Linked DNA regions of Mus musculus: regions 1, 3, 4, 5, 6 and 7 are each linked to region 2. The links are chromatin contacts, called in public ChIA-PET, HiChIP or PLAC-seq and promoter capture Hi-C maps. All regions are on one chromosome and are shown on one strand. Each heading gives the region's core, a stretch centred on a gene start, on an enhancer-like site or on the middle of the called end of the contact. The rest is flanking DNA. Distances are from core to core; before and after follow the strand shown.

Region 1 (2,700 bases), core at 198-2,697, 680 kb before region 2:
GGGCAGAGGGCAGAGAAGGACCTGGAGCACAAATATCTAGCCCAGGGTAGACAGGCCTCTTCCTTTCACCTCCCCTCCACCTACAGTGTGGGACAAGGCAGATCTGTAAACTGTATGCAGAAAAGGAAAGCCACTAGCCTCCCCCTGCTCCCGAGCTACTCAGAGACTGGTGGGACAACAGCATCCACAAGTGCACAGTCCTCTCCTCTTCCCTTCCTCTACTTTCCCTCTGCTTCCCAAGGGTGAGGGACAGTTCAGCGTGTTGAACTAACCAAACTTTCTAAACACTTGTTTGTGTTTTGATTTGGTTTACTCCTGAGCAGACACCAGCCTGAGGGAAGACAAGAAATAGAAGAGCATCAGGCTGGCCAAGGAATTGGCCCCTCCCACTCCCCAGCCTAGGTGAGGGCAGATGGGCACAGGCTCCACTCCCTGGCCCTAGGGAGAGAGGCAAGAGATGAATTAAAGAGTACCAGGTGCCTGGAGCCAGGCTCCTCTTCTTTGGGGCAGCCATTGAAATCCAGGTCTCTGAGTCCTCCCTCATTTTAAAGAGGAAGTGGCATTTGGAAGGGAGATGGATGGGGCTGGTAGTGGGCCACTTTTTCGAATACCTGGAGGGGGCGGGTGGAACAGATGAACCAACCCAAGTTCCCTAGAGAAATAAGCATTCTACTTCCTGTGTTAGACTAGTAGACTTGGCTTAAATGTCCTGTGTCCCATGAGCTTGGATTGGCACACACAGTGGAGCTAAACACAGTGAAAGGAAGAAGAGGTGAGGGACTCACAGTCCAGGGATGTTCATACAGCCCTCCTCCCCCGACACACCCCCCCCAACCCCAGCACTGGAAGAGTGCCTACGAGTCCTGGATATTTTGAGGTCCTCAGAGTCAGCGAGTCCCACACAGCCCCTCAGACTCTGACAGTGAAGCCTTCAGCTGCTGCTCCAGACCATTGACCAGTGAACACTCACAGGAAAGCTACAGGGATAGAGTTACTTCAAACTTCCCCATGTTGAGCTAAGACAGTGTGTGTTGTAGCTTATCTTCCTCTTTTTGTTTGTTGCTTTTGAGAAGGTTTACAGTCTGCTGCAGTCTGACTTTTATAACGATTCCAGCTCTAGTTCATGCCTCTCCCTCCACTCAGGTCCAGGAAAATTTTTAATTAACTTATAATAAAGAGCAGTATACTGTAATGGAAAACAAACGAAGGCAGAGAATTCGACTTTAGCTTGCTGCTTATAACAAATATGATTCTGTTAATAACGTCACAGGCATTTAAAATTACTGTATTTATAGAAAACTAGATATTACTGAGCACTGATGGTGGTGGGAAGGCAAGAGTGGTGGCGCTGGACCCGCCCACGAGATTAGGCAACCATACAGAAACCAATCCGCTGACAAGAGGCGTGGCCACCAGCTTGAAATAGAGCTCCTCCAGCTGAGTGACACCATGCTAGCTCACAGCCATGGTTACCTTCAGCCACGTCTCCAGTCTGAGTCACTGGTTCCTCTTGCTGCTGCTGCTGAATCTGTTCTTGCCGGTGAGTAGATATGGCCCTGCGGAGCTGAGATTCGCGCTGGGCACCGGATCCCCGGGCTGCAGAGGAAAGCTACTGCGGGCGGTGAATTGGCTCTTCCGCCAGGGTCAGCCTTGGCACCGCCAACCAACTCCTCAGAACTTCGTCCAGAGTTAAGTGGTCCAGAGTTGGGGAATTGTGGAGGTGAAGCAGAGGCAGGGGAATGGCCAAGCGGGTAGCCAGAGAAAGTGTGTCCGGTTGGTCCCTGAGCTCCCGGACAAGACGGACACGCCTCTCCTCGCTTTCTCATCTGAAAGCGGTCCTTCCGAAGGTGACTCGGGAAAGTGCCATTGCGGACTGCAGTGGCCCGCGCGACTGTGCGCCTTGGGTGGGTCCGGCCCGGCTCGTCTTGGGGTGTAGTACTAACTACTACAAAAGGATCTGTGTGGAAGGCCTGGCTATGCCTTTCCTGGGCCTTTCGGGTCTCTGCTAAGTTCGTCCCGAGATCGCTTCTTGTCTCTTTAATCTTAAACTGCAGTTAAACCTAAGTTAGTGGGCAGCCTGATCTACATAAGGAGTCTCAGAACAGCCAGAACTACACACAGAAAGGCTGAAAACCAAAACAAACTAACGGAAAAAAAAAACCCAAAAAAACCAAACAAATAAAAAAAAAAACCAAAACCAACCAAACAACCAAACAAAAAACCTAGACAATCCTGTAAATGACATTTTAGTTACAGCCAACTTAATTTTATGTCAATTTTCTCTCATAAGAGTCTTCAAACCCAAAAATAGGCAGAAAAAGGTTTATGTTTTATAACCTGTAAGGATATCCATTTTCTAACACATTCAGATCTTTAGTTATAACAACAACAACAACAACAAAATAACCCTTAGATTGTTCTAAGATAGTATCTGAGCAGTCAGAGACCACTTACATGTAATCAGCATTTCTTTAAACCATCTAGGAGCTGGTTAATAGTAATTCTTTGCTAGCTGCTGGTGAGCAGCTTTCACAGAAATGGACCTAGAGGGCATCCAGCTTCCCTGGGAATCTCCTGGGCAAGGGGCCAGAGGATATGCAACTCAGAGGTGACTTCAAAGTTCCCAGCACTTTGAGGGACTTCGAACATATTTCACAGGCAGGTTTCACATGGGATGGCCCTTGACCCTGAAATCTCTTC
Region 2 (2,700 bases), core at 11-2,510:
CACATAGAAGGCTGTGGGAAGAGAAAGACAGAGGGTATGGAATCTAGCCTGGGGACTGGGCATAGAGGTTGGATCTGAAATCTATCTACTTTGGGAGTCACAGAGCTAGAACTGACCTTCGGGGAGGTCCCAAAAGGCACATATCTCTGGCTCAAAAGAAGGAATGTCCATAGCCCAATAGCCTGTCCTCCTGAGGCTGAGAAGGAAGGGGGAAGAGAAGGTAGCTAAGAGACAGTACTCTTTCCCCCATTCCTCCTGTCCTCCCTGCCTCACAGACTATCTTTAAGGACATCCCCATACTCTAGTGACAGGTGACAGTGTAGGCTGTACCTTATCAGTGCAGGCCCAGGCCCCAGGCTTCCTGCCTAAGGGAGGCCTAGTGCCTTGGAAGGCAGGGACTGGGGCTACCCATCCCCCATTCAGGGGCCTCAGTTTTCCACTTTTTCCTACTGGGTGGTGACCTTCCTAGATTCCTTGCATTCCTCTTATTAAAGTGGCCTTGTTCTTGTGGAAGTGAGGCACCCTGGCAGGTTGGGTCCTAGCTGCACATTTTCTGCCCTCTGTATATGGTATTCCCTGCCAAGCCCCACAGGCCCACCTGAGTGGGCCCCAGGAGATCCCTGCCCTGAACACATAGATCTGGGCCCTGCCACAGCTTCACCACTGCTATGGGGCAGGCGAATCAAGGCAGGAGTGCCTGCTGTCGCCTAAACCTCCCCACCTTTGTTAGTCCAACCCAGACACTGGGGCTGCCTCTCCCTACTCCTGACCTCTGGTTTTTGGCCAAAGCCAGCTCCTCTGGGCAGCCTAGGGCTGGGGAGTAAGGTCTGTTCCTCCCAGATGTGTTTGGCCCTGGAGCCCTCTCACTTCCACTCCACAGCCATTTCTGGTCTCACTTACCCCAATAGCGCAGTGTTTCATAGGGGTTCCTCTCCAACGATGCATGGCCAATCACAGTAAAGTGGTCTCCAAAGTGAATGACAACCACCATGGTGGCCATAGAGAGGCCCAGCAGCTGAGGGTGAAGTGGGCTCACTGTCAGCGCTGGGGAGTTGCAGAGGCCCCTCACCCTGACAGAATATAGGGTCTGGGCTTCTTAGGCCCCCAGCCTGGCTCCCTCCAGCTTCCTTGGTGCACAGGAACAAGGCAGCTACAGGAGGCCTACATATTTCTGTGGGCAGGCACTCACAGATAGTGTACTACACACAGAGATAAGTAGAAAACACACTAGCCAGTGCCCCATGGTGCTCAGCTCCTCTCCTCTCCTCTCCTCTCCCCTCCCTTCACTTCCTCTCTCCTCCCTTCCTCTTTACTCTCCTCCCTTCTGTGGTTCACCAGTGAGTGGGGACCTCAGACCACAGCAGACACAGTAGGTATCGCTGTGTCCTCCCATCTGAAGACCCAGGAGCTCATATCAAACTGTCTGCAGAGACTCGTCTGCAGTCCCTGACCTGGCAGTCCCAGTCTCTGGGTCCCAAGCAGCACCCCTTCCGGGTAGTCCTTGCACACTCTTAAGTCACCAGCCAACCTAGGTTTTCCCAGGCTCTTCACTGACCCTTGCCTACAAGGACATCAGGTACAGATGTTCACAGTCCTCTAAAGGTGGCCACCAGGGACCCAGAACCAGTCTGAGGGACTGTGGTGTGGCAGGAGGGAAGACCACAGTGCTGGAAGCCCGGGCATGGTGAACTATTTCCTCTCCTGCCTGCCCACCCATCCACTCCTGCCCCACATGCATGTTACCAAGACTAGGAAGTTGGTGATCAGTATCTGGCATTTGGCAATCTTGATTCGATTCCAGTGCCCCATGGTGCTCAGCTCCTCTCCTCTCTGCCCTCGTCTCCTCTCCTCTCTTCTCCCCTCCCTTCACCTCCCCTCTCCTCCCTTCCTCTTTACTCTCCTCCCTTCTGTGGTTCCCCAGTGGGTGGGGACCTCAGACCACAGCAGACACAGTAGGTATCATTGTGTCCTCCTATCTGTCAGCAACCCTTGTAACCTAGTGGCTGTGTTGGGGGAAGGAAGAAGGGCAGGCCGGAAGGGGGGCAGTTTCTATACCAGCTGTTGCTCTGGCCTGGCCCAAGATAACTGGATTTTTGTAGGCATGAGGCCTCCCTTTGGGTAGGCTGGGCTACACTGCAGCATGGGGAGGGGTGGAGTCTTGAGGGGAGCAGAAAGAGAAGGACCTATGGTTATAAGGCATGGCATTGGTTGTAAGGGTGTACTAACCTGTAACTGTCCAGCTACGTAAAAACCTTTAGTGTTTGGTTAGACCTCATGTCCCAAAGTCCTCCTGGGACTAATCCCCAAACAGGACTTCTGCAAGTGGCAAATGTGTCTCATGACCGACCTGATGGCATTAACCAATTCATAACTGGCACAGAGGGGAAGGGTGTGATAGAGTCAAATCTCAGGAAATGTCCAGGGGTTGGGCAAACAGGCATAGGCGTTTCAAGATGGAGGAAGTCTGTTTGTATTGACCTTCGGTGAACTAGCCATATTTGATTGAAAAACAAAAGCAGAGCATGCTTCCCACAGCCAGCACCTGGGAGGCTGAGGCAGGAAGGTATTAGCAAGTCAGAGGCTAACCTAACACACTCAGTGAGACCCCCACCTCAAAATACACAGGCTGGGGACAGGGCTCAGTTGAAGTGTTTGCAGTGCAAGCATGAGGACCTGAGGTCGGATACCCCAGAACCCATG
Region 3 (2,700 bases), core at 39-2,538, 590 kb before region 2:
CAATTCAAGCCTGATTAGAGTACATATAGGCAGGTTTATTAGGAAGCTGCTCTCAGGCGAAAGTTCACTGGCCCCAAGGACTGAGGCCAAGGAAGTCACCATGGTGGGGGAGGAGAGAGAAAGAGAAAGGGTGTGAACATAGAGAAGACAGGAGGAGCGATGAGGAAGACCAAAACATCTGGTTTATATAGGGAAGAGCCTCTGGGGGAAGGGCAGTCCAGCCCCTGGGCTGGAAAGTTCAGGGTTACAGCAAGGGTATGCCAGGTAGGGACTGAGGGATGCTGAGAGAACCTGGAGGCCAGGTTTGCTTTGAAATATAAAATTTGCACCTCAGTCCCTTGTCCCAAGGGTACATAACCAAACAATACATATTACCAAGTATCAATTATTTTTTAATTAATTATTTATTTATGTTGAGACAGAGTCTCTTATGGAGCCATGGCTGACTTGGAACTCACTGAGAACTGCCTGCTTCTCCCTCCTGAGTTTCCAGGAATTAAGACCATGGTTGCCAGAATATATATATACCAGAATATATAATTGTATTTATTTATTTCCCTGCACACACACACAACACATGTCTTTTTCACCACAGGCATGCAAAGCCCACAAGGATCAAAAGAGGGTTAGGATCCCATGGAACTGAAGTTACAACCGGTTGTGAGCAGTTGTGAGTGCTAGAAATCAAACCGGTGTCCTCCAGAAGAGCAGCCGTGCTCTTGACCACCGAACCATCTTCCAACCTCAAAACGGAGCTTTTAAAAAAAAAAAAAAATTGTGAGACAGGGTCTCGCTATATACCTGGCTATGTTTCTAAAATAATACTTTCCATTTCTTCTCATAAACCTCCCTCTGATGGTGTGTCTTGGGAGGCGACATCAGGAATTAAGGAACACACAGGAAATAAAAGGATTCAGGAGAGAGTGTAACAGGAACCACCTGTTTCCAGGCTTGTGTGGCCTTTTGGAGAGTGTCTCAGAAAAAGGCGTCTTCCTCGCCCCTCTCCTCCAGTCGCTGAGTCCCTTGCCCCACCCTTTCCCTTGCATCTCTTTAATCTCTACTCGTTTTGCCCCGCCCCTCTACCCAGCTCCTCGCCCCTCCCACTCCCCCATTTCGTCCCGCCCCTCCCAGCCCTCTTCAGCAGCCCGGGTTTGCGCTTCTCACTGTCTTAGCCCTTTGGTGTCTATTAAGTTCCGCGCCAGCGTAAACCATAGTATTCTCCCATCATGCCCCACGTCGGCGTCAGTTTGCAGTTGCCTAGCTACTGGACATGCCCGGAAGACGACTGGTGGGGCGGGACTTCCGGCGCCGCGGTTGCATCAGATTCTGGAAGGCGTCTGTGGCGGCGGCCGCGGGTCTTGATTCCCAGTGATGGCAGGTTCCTCCGCGGAGCAGGGTGAGGTTTGCGGGATGACTGTGGAGCTCTGGGTACAAGCATGGCCCGAGTAGGCAGTACCGGGCTGGGGCTGTGTGGGCAGCATGGTCCAAGGAGGCAGTGCCCAGGCCAGTGCTGTGGCGACAGCGGTGGAACGAGTGGGTAATGCCAAGCGAGCCAGGGGTTGGGGGCAGCAAGACCCAGGGACTCAGTGCTCAGGTCGGGTCTGTGGGGACAACCATGGACTAAGTGGGCAGTGCCCAGACCAGTGATCCGAAGATAGTAAAGGCTTAAATGGGCAGTGGCAGGCAAAGGCTGTTCGGCAGAGGATCCCTGGGCGGGAAGTGACCAGCCAGGGCTCTAGAGTGGAGGCTATTGGGTTGGGCAGTGGCTAGGTCAGGGCTCTAGGAACAGTGCATGCCCAGGTGGGCAGTGACAAGCTAGAGATCTGGATTAGGCAGTGACTGGAGTGGGCAGAGATGGATCCTCAGGTGAGTAGTATCCAGTCCAGGGCTCTGGGATAAAACGTTCTCCGGTAAGCCTGTGGGGACAGCCGTGGCCCAAGTGGGCAGTGCAAAACCAAAGCTCTGGGGATGGCCAGCGTCTCAATGGACAGTGGCAGGCCAGGACCTGGGGGTGGCTGCCATGACTCCCTGAAGCTAGAGTACTCCTTGGTGGGACCTGACTCCTGTCTTGTAAGTGCCTCCCTTCCTCAGCTTCAATTTTTTGATTGGGTTAAGGCTAAAGTTTCCTTGGATACTCAGCAATAGGAGAGATGGTCCTGTTTCAAATAGCCTGACTCTAGTTGGTACCTGGATGAGACCTCACCACTCCCCCTCCTGCCCTGGCTGGACTTTGGGGGTAAGGCAAAGGCCCAAAGATTGTTTTGGTCTTCTGCCCAAGCAGGTGGGCGGAAGGGCACATGAGGTTGGTACTTAGGGAAGTAGGGCAGAGGAAGCAGGGACTCCGTGTACGCATACATGAAAGAGCTTGGGGATTTATGAAGGCTTTAATCTCCAGTGTGGTCAGCAGTCACCACAGAGACCTGTCCAGTCAGAGCATCACTGTCAGAGCATCATTGGCAATCTACTTTATTGCCAATTGGGAGATTCCCTCAGAAAGCAGTCACTTACGTCACCCCAGGGTAGACCTGGGCCTTGGCAGATCGCTGAAGAGCAGTGTCTTTTCTCATCTTTTTAGCAAGTGGGTTCTAGAAAGAGCAAAGGCCTTGGCCCATATCCTGGAAGGTGAGAAGCAAGCCTTCAAAGGCAGAATGCTTAGTGTAGGTTTTAGTCTCTGTGATGAAGCCAGAAATTAGATGTGAG
Region 4 (2,700 bases), core at 19-2,518, 720 kb after region 2:
AGGGAGCATATGTTCGCCTCCCGGAAGAGCTTCTAGGAGCGAAAGCGTGTAGGGGGCAGATGGGCCATAAGTTCTAACCGCAGAGTTAAGCTCTTTTAAGAGCTTAAAACGTAGTCTGCGGAATTCTGTTTGTTGGACAGGAGCAGAAATTTGTTCCTCTGGCTCACGTTCTACTTCGTTTTCACACTCATAATCTTCTCCGCCCTCGCTGTTAGTGTCCGAGGAGAGGTCGGCCTGGGGCCTTTCTAAAGGCCCAATTTCTGCAGAAGCAGATTCGGCACGGGTGGCTGGGGGCTGTGTCTCCGCCGTAGAAGTGGGCGGGTCGTAGCTAGCAGCTCTCGTGGAGCGAGTAATTACGGGGGAAGCCAATGTTTTAGTTTTTACCGCTCGCGGAGCTTTCTTTTTTACGCCGCCCGAGGCTGAGGCTGGGGGAGGGGCAAGGATAGTCTCTTTTAAAGAATTTTGGAGTGAAGCGAGCTCTGTGGAAAGGCGGGCGTACTGTTGCTGGAGCTCTAAAACTTCTTGTAATCCTGCTACCTGAGACGCGAGCTTGTCTTTAGCATCAATGAGAGTAGGGACCGGCAGCGCCTGGGGCCACGGCTCGGGAGCGCAGATTGGTGGCAGGTAGGACGAGGCATTGCAGGGAGGAGCTGAAGCGCCCGGCAATCGCTCGGGCTTACGGGGACGGACTATCTCTTCCTCTAAAGTGTCTGTGTCCCCAGAAATTAAAGGGCTTTCAGCCAAAGATTTTTTAAATTCTAGATTGATCAGTGGCGGGTCAGCAGGCAATGCGCTTACCGGGATATGGGGGTAGAGAGCAGTCTGCAGGACTTCGGGCCTGTCTGCAGCTATTGGAGGCTTTTTAGTAGGGAGGGAGCTCTCTGAAGCTTCCAGAGACAGGGGACAGAGGCAATATTCTGCCACTGACAAAGGCTGCTGTTTCTCTGGATCATCAACTGCACTTTGTATTAAATCACGGATTAGACTCCAATAAGTAAATATATTTGCAGGAATAGCATCGGGGTCCTGCTTTGCCAAAATTTCACTTAATTCTCTTCCTACTCTTATCCATTTCTTACAATGTATCTCTGCGCCATCTATAATAAACCATGGACCTGCCTGGTCTATGAAAATAAAAAAGTTTATCAAATCTTTCTTTTTAACTCTAACTCCTCTTTCCCTGAGAGCCACCTTTAAGCCTTTTATAAAGGCTGCCTCTTTAGAAAGCTTAGTTCCCATTTCTCAGTGGAGATGAATCACTTACCAAGGATTTCTCTCTCCGGTGAGCTGCTGAAGCAGTCCTTCACTTCTTTTTTCTTGGGGTCCCTACGAACTTCTCTGGGGGAGTCAAACTCCGTAATCTCCACCTAAGGCAAAACGCTCCGAACCTCAGTTAGGCGCCACTTGTCCCACCCAGCAGGACCCAGTTCTTCCTGGGTGCAAGGGGGACCACAAACCTGAAGAGAAATGCGAGGAAAGGAAGGAGACGCAGAGACAAAGAAGGGTTCCTATCAAGGTCTCAGTTTATTAGGCTGAAATGCCAGGTTTTAAGGGGAATAGGGAGGGGTTGAGGGGGATCAACTAAGAACAAAGAAGTGGGCATCTGGGGACATGAAGGCCTAATTCAAACTGCAGGCGGCCAGGCACTCTTATCTCTGGAATGTAGAATCCTCCTTAACAGCCTTGGGTGTCAGGCTGGGCTCAGCTTGTAACTCATGTCCTTTGAAGTCTTGGGAGTCAGGAAGAGATAAGGAAGAGGGGACTATAATTCAGCTTTTTACAGCCTCAGGTGCCAGGAAGGAAACAGGGAGGAGGGGGTGAAGACCAGCTCCTTAGCACAAGGCCATTTGGCTTGTTAGGGTGGAAAACTTTGAAAGGCCTACTTTCTTATGGTATGGTCTCCAACATTTAGGGTGCCCATCTATGTCCTCATACAAATAAACAAAACAAAATAAAACAGGACCCCTGCTAGTCATCCTACACCCAAGTCTCTCACTAACATGCAACCAAATTAGGTGTTTATAGTACACACTAAAAATCAAGCTTGCCCTGCAAGATTGAGTACATAATAAGGTCAAAAATAAGCAGGATAGGAAATAAAGAGATGAACCCACATACGAATGTGTTCACCAAAAGACAAAGCAGAGCAGCAGAAAGATGAGACCAGCTGCTGGGTAAGACTGTGCCCTCCTGATTACTCAGCTAAAAAGGAAGGGGAGGGAGTGATGTCCCCTGCAGGAGGATTGTTAAGATGTGCTCTGCATTCATTCAGGGTGCCACAGGGTGCTGAGGACCAGATTTGCAAAGTTGTAAATTACTCCATGTCACCTTTGCTGCTCTGAGCCCCAAGGACTCTCTTATGAAGGAAGGGTCCTTCTTCCTCATATGAACTTCCCAGCTAAGCTCACCAATGGCCAAGAAAGGCTGATGCTCTCAAAAAACTCAATTTATTTCTCTGCTGTACCCTGTAGAGTCAAAATAGCTAATACTGGTTGACTGGGAAGATGAGAAACTTTGTCAGGCAAAGTAATACTGCCCCAGGGTGGATCCCTATACTTCGCTCCAACCCAGGTCACCTAGCTGTGAGCATATCTTGACTGTCTACTCAAATCCTCAGTGAAATACTTAGGATCTGGAGGTTGGGCCCTGGAGCTCTAAAAATCAAGGTTCAACCACCCTTCCTCCACAGCACAGTTACAC
Region 5 (2,700 bases), core at 50-2,549, 620 kb after region 2:
CCTTTCCCATTGCCCACCCATGGTCCAGCAATCATCTCTAGATAGCAACTCTAGGAAGCAAATGGCAACTCCAGGGCCAGACCCTGTCTCTTGGGCTACCAAAGAATAGTCTTAGATTCAAAGGAGTAGAGGGTCAGATTCCAAGATCTTAGGGCAGCTCTCGCCCTCACACCCAAGCTTTAAGCAATGTGTGGAGTGCTGACTGTGGAGGCAGGATCCAGGCTGTGGTGACCCACGTGTAGCTATTAACACTGACCCTGAGTGGAGAGCCTTGGCAGAGGTCAAGTGCCCAACTTGATGTAACTTGATGGGAATTGTAGCTTTGAACCTGGGGAACCAGAACAGCTCATGTGTCCATGTGTAGAGTGGACTTAGAGGCATCCACCTCCTCAATACAGGTAGAACATGTCCAAAAGCGCTCCCGGGATCAGACCCTGGCAAGGCTCCTCTGCGTTCCTGTCCTTGTATGGACACCACCTCTCAGAGAGGACATTCCCCTTAAATGCCTTTCTGGGCTCAGCTCTCCATGATGGAGAGCTGGACTCTGCCTCTCTCAAACAGCACCCAATTCATTTGCTGACACCAAGCAGGGCATTAAAGAGTGAAGTAGTTAAGACCCAAGTGGCGATTGCAACCCTGGTCTCATCTCACTGTACACCCTACCCCTTGTATCAATAGATGCATAGTCCAGGACTAGGCCTGCAATCAACATTGCTACATTATGGAATGTGCATGTTAGGTGTTCCAGCTTAAATAAAAAGGGTGTTGCTCTGGGGAGATGAGTAGGTAGTGGAGCTTTGAAGAGGGTGAAGTTTGCTGGTCCAAGAGTCCAGAGAGGCTCCAGGGAAATTCTCAAGGAGGAACAGAGCTGAAAGAGAAAAGGCTTAGGTTTAAGCTGGCATCCAGGAGAGGGTCAGGGCCCAATCAGACAAAGACCACATCCTGGTAGTGGGCACCCCAATTATGCAAAAAAGACAGATTAAGGGAGGGGCGGAGCTGAGGGCAGGATCCGCCCCTCTGGATGCTTCCGGGCCTGCCTGGTCTTCCTTCCCCCACGTGACCTGTATCCAGTCATTCTCCGGTCCCAGGAAAGTGGGCGGGCGCGTTCCCGAGAGCCGTGCGTAGGCCTGGAGTAGGGCACGCCTGCGCCCGGGCAGTGTTGGAGGCGGGTTCGGGTCGCCCCGCCCCTCGCCCGCGTCTCACGTGACCCGTTGAGGGCCAAACAAGCGGGTCAGCTGACTCCGCGGGACTGCGGCGTCATCCTGCCTATAAGCCGGCGACCTCTGGCTTTAAGCTTTGCTCTCTTCGGGCCGCCGCGACCATGAAGACTCCCGGCGTCTTGCTGCTCATTCTCGGCCTCCTGGCTTCGTCCTCCTTCGCGATTATCAGGTGAGGACCCGCTCTGGGTCCGGAGATGCGGGGCTCGTCACCTGGAGTGCCGCGTGCTCCGGCCGTGCTGGAATGCACCTGTGCACCCAGCGCAGCCTTCCTCAGGGTCCCACAGACTATGGGGCGAGACACTCAAAAGGCAGGGGTCTCCTGGGCCCCTCTCCACTCCTATGACTCCTATGGTCGAACAGGAGGGTACAGTAGGGTGGCCACAAGTGGGTCTGACTCCAACCTCGCCTCTGTGTGTGTGTGTGTGTGTGTGTGTGTGTGTGTGTGTGTGTGTGTAGCGGGGCGGCCGCTTCTGAGGAGAAGTGCTGCCCCATGGATAGGATTCTGTTGAACCCAGCTGTGGAAGTTGGAAAACCTAGTAGGCCCTTGCCCCCCTGAACTTCCTCAGGCCTTTCCTTTTAAGGGACCCTGTTTGACAGCTGTGCACTGGTGCATAGCCCTAGAAGTTTACTCAAAGATGATCCCCCCTGTCCTGGGTGGTGAATCTCTCCTCCTCCCTCCTGAGTTGCACAAGTCCCAGAGAGAGAAGGTATGGAGTGGCCCAGTTCAAATACCTTGGAGCTGAGGTCTACCCCACTGGGGACCAGGCCCTTCTCAGGCCCGTGGACTTGGCCTTTGTGCTAGATGAGGTCTTGGTGGTAGCCCGTGTGTTTTCCCACTCTGTGAGTCCCTGGTCGTGGCAGGTGGCTGAGGCCGTAGGCTGCGGGAGTAGAGCTGGCTCTGCCGGCTGGGCACCAGGGTTGGGTGGGAAGGAGCCCAGTCTGTAGGCTGCAAGCTGTGGGTGGGTAGCCTCAGTGGAGCCATTGTAGGGAGTGGCCTAGGCTTGATCCTGCCCTGGGCTTGCCTGCCCTGCCCTCAGGCTTCTCTTCTCTGGGAAGAGGTGTTGTGGACTCCAGGATCCCTGAGACTAGGCACCAGAAACAAAGCCACACTCTTAGGCTTGTTGGCATGTTTCCTGACCTTTGCAGGGTGTGTGCCTCCCCTAAGCCCCAGGCCAGAAGCCTGCCTCTTCCAGCCCACTACTCTTAGGCAAGACTCCTATGTCTCTCAGAGCATGCACTGTGCATGCCAGGAAAGGTCAGCTGTGACCTTGGCTACAAATCCCTGGGCAGAGAAGTTTCAACAAGTGATTACAGATCAGCTCTCCTTGGGAACAGGAGCAAACTGGGGGTGGGGGGTGGGGTGGTGGTGGAGAGGTGACCTGGAGGGCAGGGCAGGGACCCCTCTCCCTCTGCTATCTAATGGTGGCGTCCCCTATTTAGTTGTCTGCATCAGGGCTGCAGGGAGCATATAAGGGCCTTG
Region 6 (2,700 bases), core at 145-2,644, 540 kb after region 2:
CCTTCTTGGGATGTCACGATGCATGTCCCCCTTCCCAGGAGACAGACTTCATAGAGCCTTTCTGGGAACAACATGGCCCTGGAATCCCAAGGCTGGCACAAGGGTGCTGACCCAGACCAGGCCAGTCTCTGCTTAGCCTCAGACTCCTTTCCTAGCCTGAGGGTTCCTTGGACAACTTTCTAACCAGGGTCCAAATGCAAAGCAATAGTGTGGAGACCCCCCAACATGCACCCCTCAAAGTGAGGTTTCTTCCCATTATCATTGATAAGGATTGAGGAATTGCTGTTCCTGCCCAAGATCTGGCGTCCGGCTTGCGAACTGCAGAGACCCTGCAACCCCTGCTAAGGTGGGCCTTATCTCCTTGAGCCTGTGGCTGAACCCTAAGAGTCACACTCTCCCTGGCAGCCTGGCAGCTCCGGTAGCAATTTTATGTTTTACCTCTTTCTTCCCCTTCCTCTTACACACCTGGACCGCAGCCCCCACATCCTGCTCCCATGAGGCTGCTAGCCTCTGACCTGTCCCCAAGACCTGACACCCTCTTCTGAGACCTGTTCCTGGGACAGGGCAGGGCAGGCACCAATGGCCTGGCTTGGTCTCCATGTCTACCCACTAACAGCTTCCCTTCTCATTACCCCCACCCCCACCTTATGACCCAACACAGGAAAGACAGGGAACACCCTTCACATCCCTTTAAATTGCAGATGCCCTTAAGCAGCTGACAGCCTAAAGGCCTCTGCCCAGCCCTGTCTGTTGCAGGGCAGTGGCCCCCTTTACCTTTGCCAATGTTCATTCCCATACCCACTGTACTTAACAACAGTGCCTGGTCCATAAGACACCATTGACCTTCTCTATCCTCACATAGCAGCTTTGGGAACCCCTGAGGCCTGGTCACCTCTCAGTATCTTAAGGCAGGCCAGACCCCTCAGACAAGCCTATAGGTGCATGAGGTCAGGATTCCTAGGCCTAGTTTCTCCCAACACAGCTACTGCTCTCTCCTGCTGTTCAGGCCATATCCAGCCACTCCCAGTCCCTTCCACACCAAGCATCCATCTTCTCTATTCTGGCTATGAACCCTAGCCAGGAAGATAGCCTTTCCCAGTTAGGCCAAGCTGCAGAGGGAGATAGAGGAGATACACACCTCTCTGGTAAGAGAGGGTTTCTGAAGGCTATCTAAGTCCTATCTGAGATTCTGCCTACTCAGCACTTGGCACAAAGCAAACTGCCCATAGTGGAACTCACCCTTCGCTGTCTTCTGCATGGAGCTCTTCCTGTTCCTCGCATCTGGGATCGATGGCAGCCTCCGCCATGGGCCTGGTGTCTTCGGTGTGGGTGCACTTGTTATGGCTCCTGGTGTTTCTCTGTAGATGGGCGGTGGCCTAGAGCCTCAGCCCCCCACCCTTCCCGCCCCAGGTTTCACTTCCTCCTTCCTGTAGCAGGTTGAGGTTTGAAACCTATGGGGCTTGGGTTTTTTTTTTTTTTTTCCTATGTTGCTGCAACAGAAGAAGAGTTAAAACAAAACAAAACAAAACAAAAAAACAAAAAACCAAAAACCAACTAAACCCAAACCACTCATCAGGAAGTGTTGAGCAAGCAAGCTATAGCCTCCTGGAATGACAGAAAAGGGCTGAGGGTAGAGGTGAGTAAGGCTACTCCTTGCAACTCTGGTCCATAGACCTGAGAGTAGCTATGTCTCCCACAATGTCCAGAATTCATGGTCCCTTTAGTGTCCGTGGACTGCTTTCAATTGCTTTGCATGGAAATCTTCTGTGCTTCCAAGTGTGCTCAATGAACATGGTGGAACTAGTTCTTGATGCTTCAAGGTCATGGCCTTGGACACTCTTAGTTAGCCTTTGCTCCCCAGCCATGTCCAGGGTCCCACATGTGGTGCTCCCCTAGTCTGTGGTTCTAGAGCTTGTCTCTATCTGTCTCCATTCCTAGCTGCTGGACGCTCTTGTCTCCCTGCTCCATCAGCTCTCTCTAATCCTGCCTCTGTGCTCTGGGCATTTGGAACCAGTCGAAGAGTCGGTTGATGTTCCCAGCTATGCTGGGGTGGGTCATGGGTTCTCCTGAGAGGCAGCACCAGAGGAAGGACTGAGGCTTTTGGGAGGGAACCAAAGGGACTATAAAGGAATGATGGGGAATGTGATAGCCAGATCCCAAAGTCCCGGGACTTGGGCTAAAGTGTCACTGGGCCAAGTTGAGGCAGCCACAACATGGTAGAGACTCTCTCTTTGAAGCTTGCTGACCCAAGAGATAGAAAGAAAGGAGCCAGTGCCCTATTTCCCAGCACTGGGCAATGAGTGACCTCGGAAATCTCACTATGAGGTCTTACAGGAGAAGTGCAGAAAGGCAAGAGAGCCTTAGGGTGTTGGGAAACTTAGTAGAAGCTGTAGAGTATCATCTAGAGGTAGACCTGTGTTTGCAAGCCTGCCTGACTGCAGGGAGCCCTTTCTTATCCACATGGTCCAGTGGAGGCAAAGCCTTGCTTACTCTATCCCAGTCCTGAGGAGGGGGCAACAGGAAGAGTGAGTATTGTTCAGCAGACTGGGCAGGACACCTGCCTGCTTTTTCTTCAGCCTCCTCTCTCTCTCCTTTTGCACTTTGCTTCCTTGGGACCCTCCTAAGTGCTCTGTTGATAAGTGGCTGGGAATGCATTTGGCAGGTGACAGAGTTATGCCACTTCTGTCCTGACACCTCTTA
Region 7 (2,835 bases), core at 51-2,550, 730 kb before region 2:
GGTAGGGATGGTCCCATGATGAACTGAGAATGAGCCCGCCTAAGTTCCTTACCTGTGCACAAGATGCTGGTACTTGCCCACCAGGTGGAACCCCTAGCCTCTGTCTAACAGGGGAGGCATGGCTAAGGCTGAGTGGACAAGGGGTCTACAGAGACTGGAAGTTGTCTATTCCAGGTTTGCACGCCACAGCCCTACCCAGTGGCTTTTAGCAGCAGTGGTTTCCCATAGCCTGGAAGCACTTCTGCTGTCCAGCACCTACTAACAATGTGGGAATCAGCTGGGGCTCTGCCCACACTCACACCGGTATTCCTGGGGTAGAAGGTTCTGCTGGGAAAGCCTCTATACCTTTCTGTGTCCTACCTGATTCCAGCGGCTGGAGGAGGCAGGCTAAACTTCCTGCTTGGGTGGCTCTTGGGAACTCTACAGGAAGGACCCTTACACATACACACACACCCCAAAGAACCTCATGCTGAGGGTCTCAGCTGGAGAACTCTAAGATCAGCCTCTATATATGGGTGGTATCAAATTAGAAAAGTGTCTTCTAAATACAAGAGGATTGAGGAGTCTAGAAAGTTCTTGGAGAGTGGTAAAGGGTGGTAGACACATAGGAGGTCTTGGTTATCAGGATAATTAGTTTAAAAAGTATTATTATTTCTATTTGTGTGTGTGTGATGTCACATGGGTGTAGGTGCTAAGAGAGGTTGTCAGATCACCTGGAACTGGAGTTACAGGTGGCTGTGAGCAGCTTGACCTGGGTGCGGAGAATGGACCTGTGATCTTCTGGAAGATCAGCATATGCTCTTAACCTGAGTCATCTCTCCAGCCCCAAGAGTCAGAGTCTCAGCCAAGGCATCCTGAAAGAAGTGTAGTGGGAATCATGGATGGTGACCAAGGGGTCCCCTTGAGCCCCTGTGTAGGACAAGGACAGTGGGGTTTGGTTTTGGGAGAGAGAGGTCTTATGTTCTGGAAGGGGAAGGGCACCGCACCCAGGTATGCTTCTCAAATAGAAGACCCCTCCCAAGATTAGCGCTGCTTACCGCCACCCTCCCCTCCTTTGGCTATTTGTGGGGCGGTGTCCCCAGCCCTGGCGCGCAGGTGCCACCGACTTGTCTATACTTAAGGATTCCTATGCCCCCCAGCCTGCACCGGGGAGGAGGCTCAGGCTCCGGGCAAGGACTGGGTCCCCAGCGTGCCTCCCCAGCAGCCGATCCGCCCTTGGTCCACCCGGGGTTTTGCGTCTGCCGCGCTCTCCTCCCTCCTCCGCCCTCCGCTCCCTCGCTCCGCCTCGCCTGGATCAGCCCTCTGGTATTTCCTGCTGCTCAGCGACAGCTGAGCCCCTCGCGGGCCCAGGCGGCCCGGCCCGGCCCCAGCACTGAGTACAACCAGCACGGTAGGAGCTCCGCTGCTGGGAGGACCGGGAAGGATGGGGCTGGTGGAAGGCCGAGAAAGGCCAGGAGGGGATTCAGCGGGCCTGAGAGGCTTCAGGGCCACAGAGCCGGCGTGGGGGTCGGGGAGCCCTCAGGGGCTGGTCTGGGGGAGCCCCTGCATAGATCCGAGTAGACCCAAACAGCAGCTTGTATGGGAAACAGCGCCTGGCTGGGGAGTCCAAATGCCTGGGGACTTCTGGGTGGCGGGTGGGGCCCGCGTGTGGGTGCGGCATGTCCAGCCCCGTTTCCCACTTGGTGAGGCTAAAAGGAGTCAGGACTAGGCGAATGGGTGGGAGGGTCTGGCAGCCTCCGACCCAGGATATGGAGGGGTCTGTACCCCAGCCCAGCAATAGCAGGGAAGGGGTGTCTAAGAGGTCCTGTAAGATCTTGGGTCTGAGATCTCAGTTCCCTGGCTTGATTCTCAGGATGGTTCGTCAGGGTCCGCAGAGCAAGTGACTGCTGACCCATCTTGCCCTTGGACTCTGTCCACCCATGGCCTCTCATAGGACTTGGCCCTGAGAGAAAGGGAGGGAGCTTGGCATTGTCCAGATGACTTGAGCTGCACTTGCGGATTTCTACGACTGGGGTGGGTAGGACTTGAGCCCCTCCCAGCCACAGGTCCAGCTGGCTTTGCCTCCCACTTCAGATATCCTGGCTTTTTAGGTCCAAGTCCCTGATCCCAGTTGTGAGTGGCTCCTGGGGTTGTGGGTAGACACCCCCAATTAGGGCCAAGGGGGGCTTTTTCACCCCTCACCCAACCTGAGCCAGGCTGGGCTTGGCTTACTAGAACCACTGATTTGAATTTCTTGTCTTTTGCTCTCTGTTTCTCCCTGGGACTTGTCACCCACTTGTCTGTACTTAAAGGTTCCTATATGTATCAACCTTTGGCTCCAGCCTCTGCTACACACCTCTGTCTGGTCACAGGAGCAGAAGTGGTGGTGTCAGGGCCTAGAGAAGTGGGAAAGACCCTTGGATGGGGTGGATATTGCACTTTTGAGTTTGTTTTCCATGTCCCCATCATCCGTCTGCCTGTCCGTCCGTCTGTCTGTCATTTCCCCCTCTCCCTTGCGATAACAGCCAAGTGGCTGACTTTCCTTACTACATTTCTGCCCCAATATCTTTGCTCAAGCAGCAGCATGGATGGAGGTGGGGGTGCTTGCTGAGATTTCGAACTTGGTGGGGTTCCAGAGGAGCGCAGAGAGCTTTGCAGGTGTCAGACAAATCAGGGTGATCTGGGTGGCAAGTGGTGACATCTGGCTGTCCCTTTCAGGCTCCTGACTGCAGATCTATTGTCTGCCTGCACGTGTATGGGGCAGCGGAGTGGAGCCTTTTAACAAACACAAGGCCTGGGTGCCAAGGAACCAAGTGTTTGCCTCTGTCTGGTTTGCTTTCGCCAGGCGGTGTTTAG

Evidence for each region. Promoter capture Hi-C pulls out the DNA fragments that hold promoters and counts their contacts. ChIA-PET counts read pairs in DNA pulled down with a chosen protein or histone mark. HiChIP or PLAC-seq counts read pairs in DNA pulled down with a chosen protein or histone mark.
Region 1: an RNA polymerase II ChIA-PET map of memory CD8 T cells shows a contact between it and region 2, with 23 read pairs. The contact joins the promoter of Tnfrsf23 here to the promoter of Tspan32 in region 2. A contact is called at or near these places in 1 of 39 promoter capture datasets (hippocampal neurons) and 2 of 115 datasets of contacts at active chromatin or transcription factors (double positive thymocytes and memory CD8 T cells).
Region 3: a contact with region 2 is called in an RNA polymerase II ChIA-PET map of memory CD8 T cells, with 19 read pairs. The contact joins the promoter of Cars here to the promoter of Tspan32 in region 2. A contact is called at or near these places in 1 of 39 promoter capture datasets (pre-B cells), 3 of 484 Hi-C or Micro-C datasets (CD4 T cells, effector CD8 T cells and embryonic stem cells), 2 of 115 datasets of contacts at active chromatin or transcription factors (the 230-238 cell line and memory CD8 T cells) and 3 of 9 other capture datasets (adipose tissue, liver and pancreatic islet).
Region 4: a contact with region 2 is called in a promoter capture Hi-C map of liver, with 3 times the contacts expected there. The contact joins the promoter of B130016D09Rik here to the promoter of Tspan32 in region 2. A contact is called at or near these places in 1 of 39 promoter capture datasets (liver) and 1 of 115 datasets of contacts at active chromatin or transcription factors (memory CD8 T cells).
Region 5: a promoter capture Hi-C map of pre-B cells shows a contact between it and region 2, with 3 times the contacts expected there. The contact joins the promoter of Ctsd here to the promoter of Tspan32 in region 2. A contact is called at or near these places in 2 of 39 promoter capture datasets (the 3T3-L1 cell line and pre-B cells) and 1 of 484 Hi-C or Micro-C datasets (the G1E-ER4 cell line).
Region 6: a contact with region 2 is called in a promoter capture Hi-C map of pre-B cells, with 4 times the contacts expected there. The contact joins the promoter of Lsp1 here to the promoter of Tspan32 in region 2. A contact is called at or near these places in 2 of 39 promoter capture datasets (the C10 cell line and pre-B cells) and 2 of 115 datasets of contacts at active chromatin or transcription factors (memory CD8 T cells and pancreatic cancer cells).
Region 7: a contact with region 2 is called in an H3K27ac HiChIP or PLAC-seq map of acute myeloid leukemia, with 4 times the contacts expected there. The contact joins the promoter of Osbpl5 here to the promoter of Tspan32 in region 2. A contact is called at or near these places in 1 of 39 promoter capture datasets (frontonasal cranial neural crest), 2 of 484 Hi-C or Micro-C datasets (CD4 T cells and regulatory T cells) and 2 of 115 datasets of contacts at active chromatin or transcription factors (acute myeloid leukemia and double positive thymocytes).

The regions. Positions count from the first base shown.
Region 1 is chr7:143,684,622-143,687,321 of GRCm38.p6, reverse strand. Tnfrsf23 (tumor necrosis factor receptor superfamily, member 23) reads left to right here and starts at 1,447. Exons shown (of 6, transcript NM_024290.4): 1 at 1,447-1,540. The coding sequence starts at 1,466.
Region 2 is chr7:143,004,219-143,006,918 of GRCm38.p6, reverse strand. It overlaps Tspan32 (tetraspanin 32), which reads right to left and starts at 1,260. Exons shown (of 8, transcript NM_020286.3): 1 at 901-1,260; 2 at 1-11. The coding sequence starts at 1,000.
Region 3 is chr7:143,598,678-143,601,377 of GRCm38.p6, reverse strand. Cars (cysteinyl-tRNA synthetase) reads left to right here and starts at 1,288. Exons shown (of 23, transcript NM_013742.5): 1 at 1,288-1,396. The coding sequence starts at 1,372. It overlaps Gm15579 (a long non-coding RNA gene), which reads right to left and starts at 1,274. Exons shown (of 2, transcript XR_870064.3): 1 at 1,165-1,274; 2 at 520-755.
Region 4 is chr7:142,282,031-142,284,730 of GRCm38.p6, reverse strand. It overlaps B130016D09Rik (a long non-coding RNA gene), which reads right to left and starts at 1,268. Exons shown (of 1, transcript XR_003946899.1): 1 at 1-1,268. It overlaps Gm45889 (a long non-coding RNA gene), which reads right to left and starts at 1,517. Exons shown (of 2, transcript XR_870059.2): 1 at 1,265-1,517.
Region 5 is chr7:142,386,426-142,389,125 of GRCm38.p6, reverse strand. Ctsd (cathepsin D) reads left to right here and starts at 1,299. Exons shown (of 9, transcript NM_009983.3): 1 at 1,299-1,389. The coding sequence starts at 1,322.
Region 6 is chr7:142,459,506-142,462,205 of GRCm38.p6, reverse strand. Lsp1 (lymphocyte specific 1) reads right to left here and starts at 1,394. Exons shown (of 11, transcript NM_001136071.2): 1 at 1,240-1,394. The coding sequence starts at 1,307.
Region 7 is chr7:143,738,825-143,741,659 of GRCm38.p6, reverse strand. It overlaps Osbpl5 (oxysterol binding protein-like 5), which reads left to right and starts at 1,300. Exons shown (of 22, transcript NM_001199227.1): 1 at 1,300-1,390.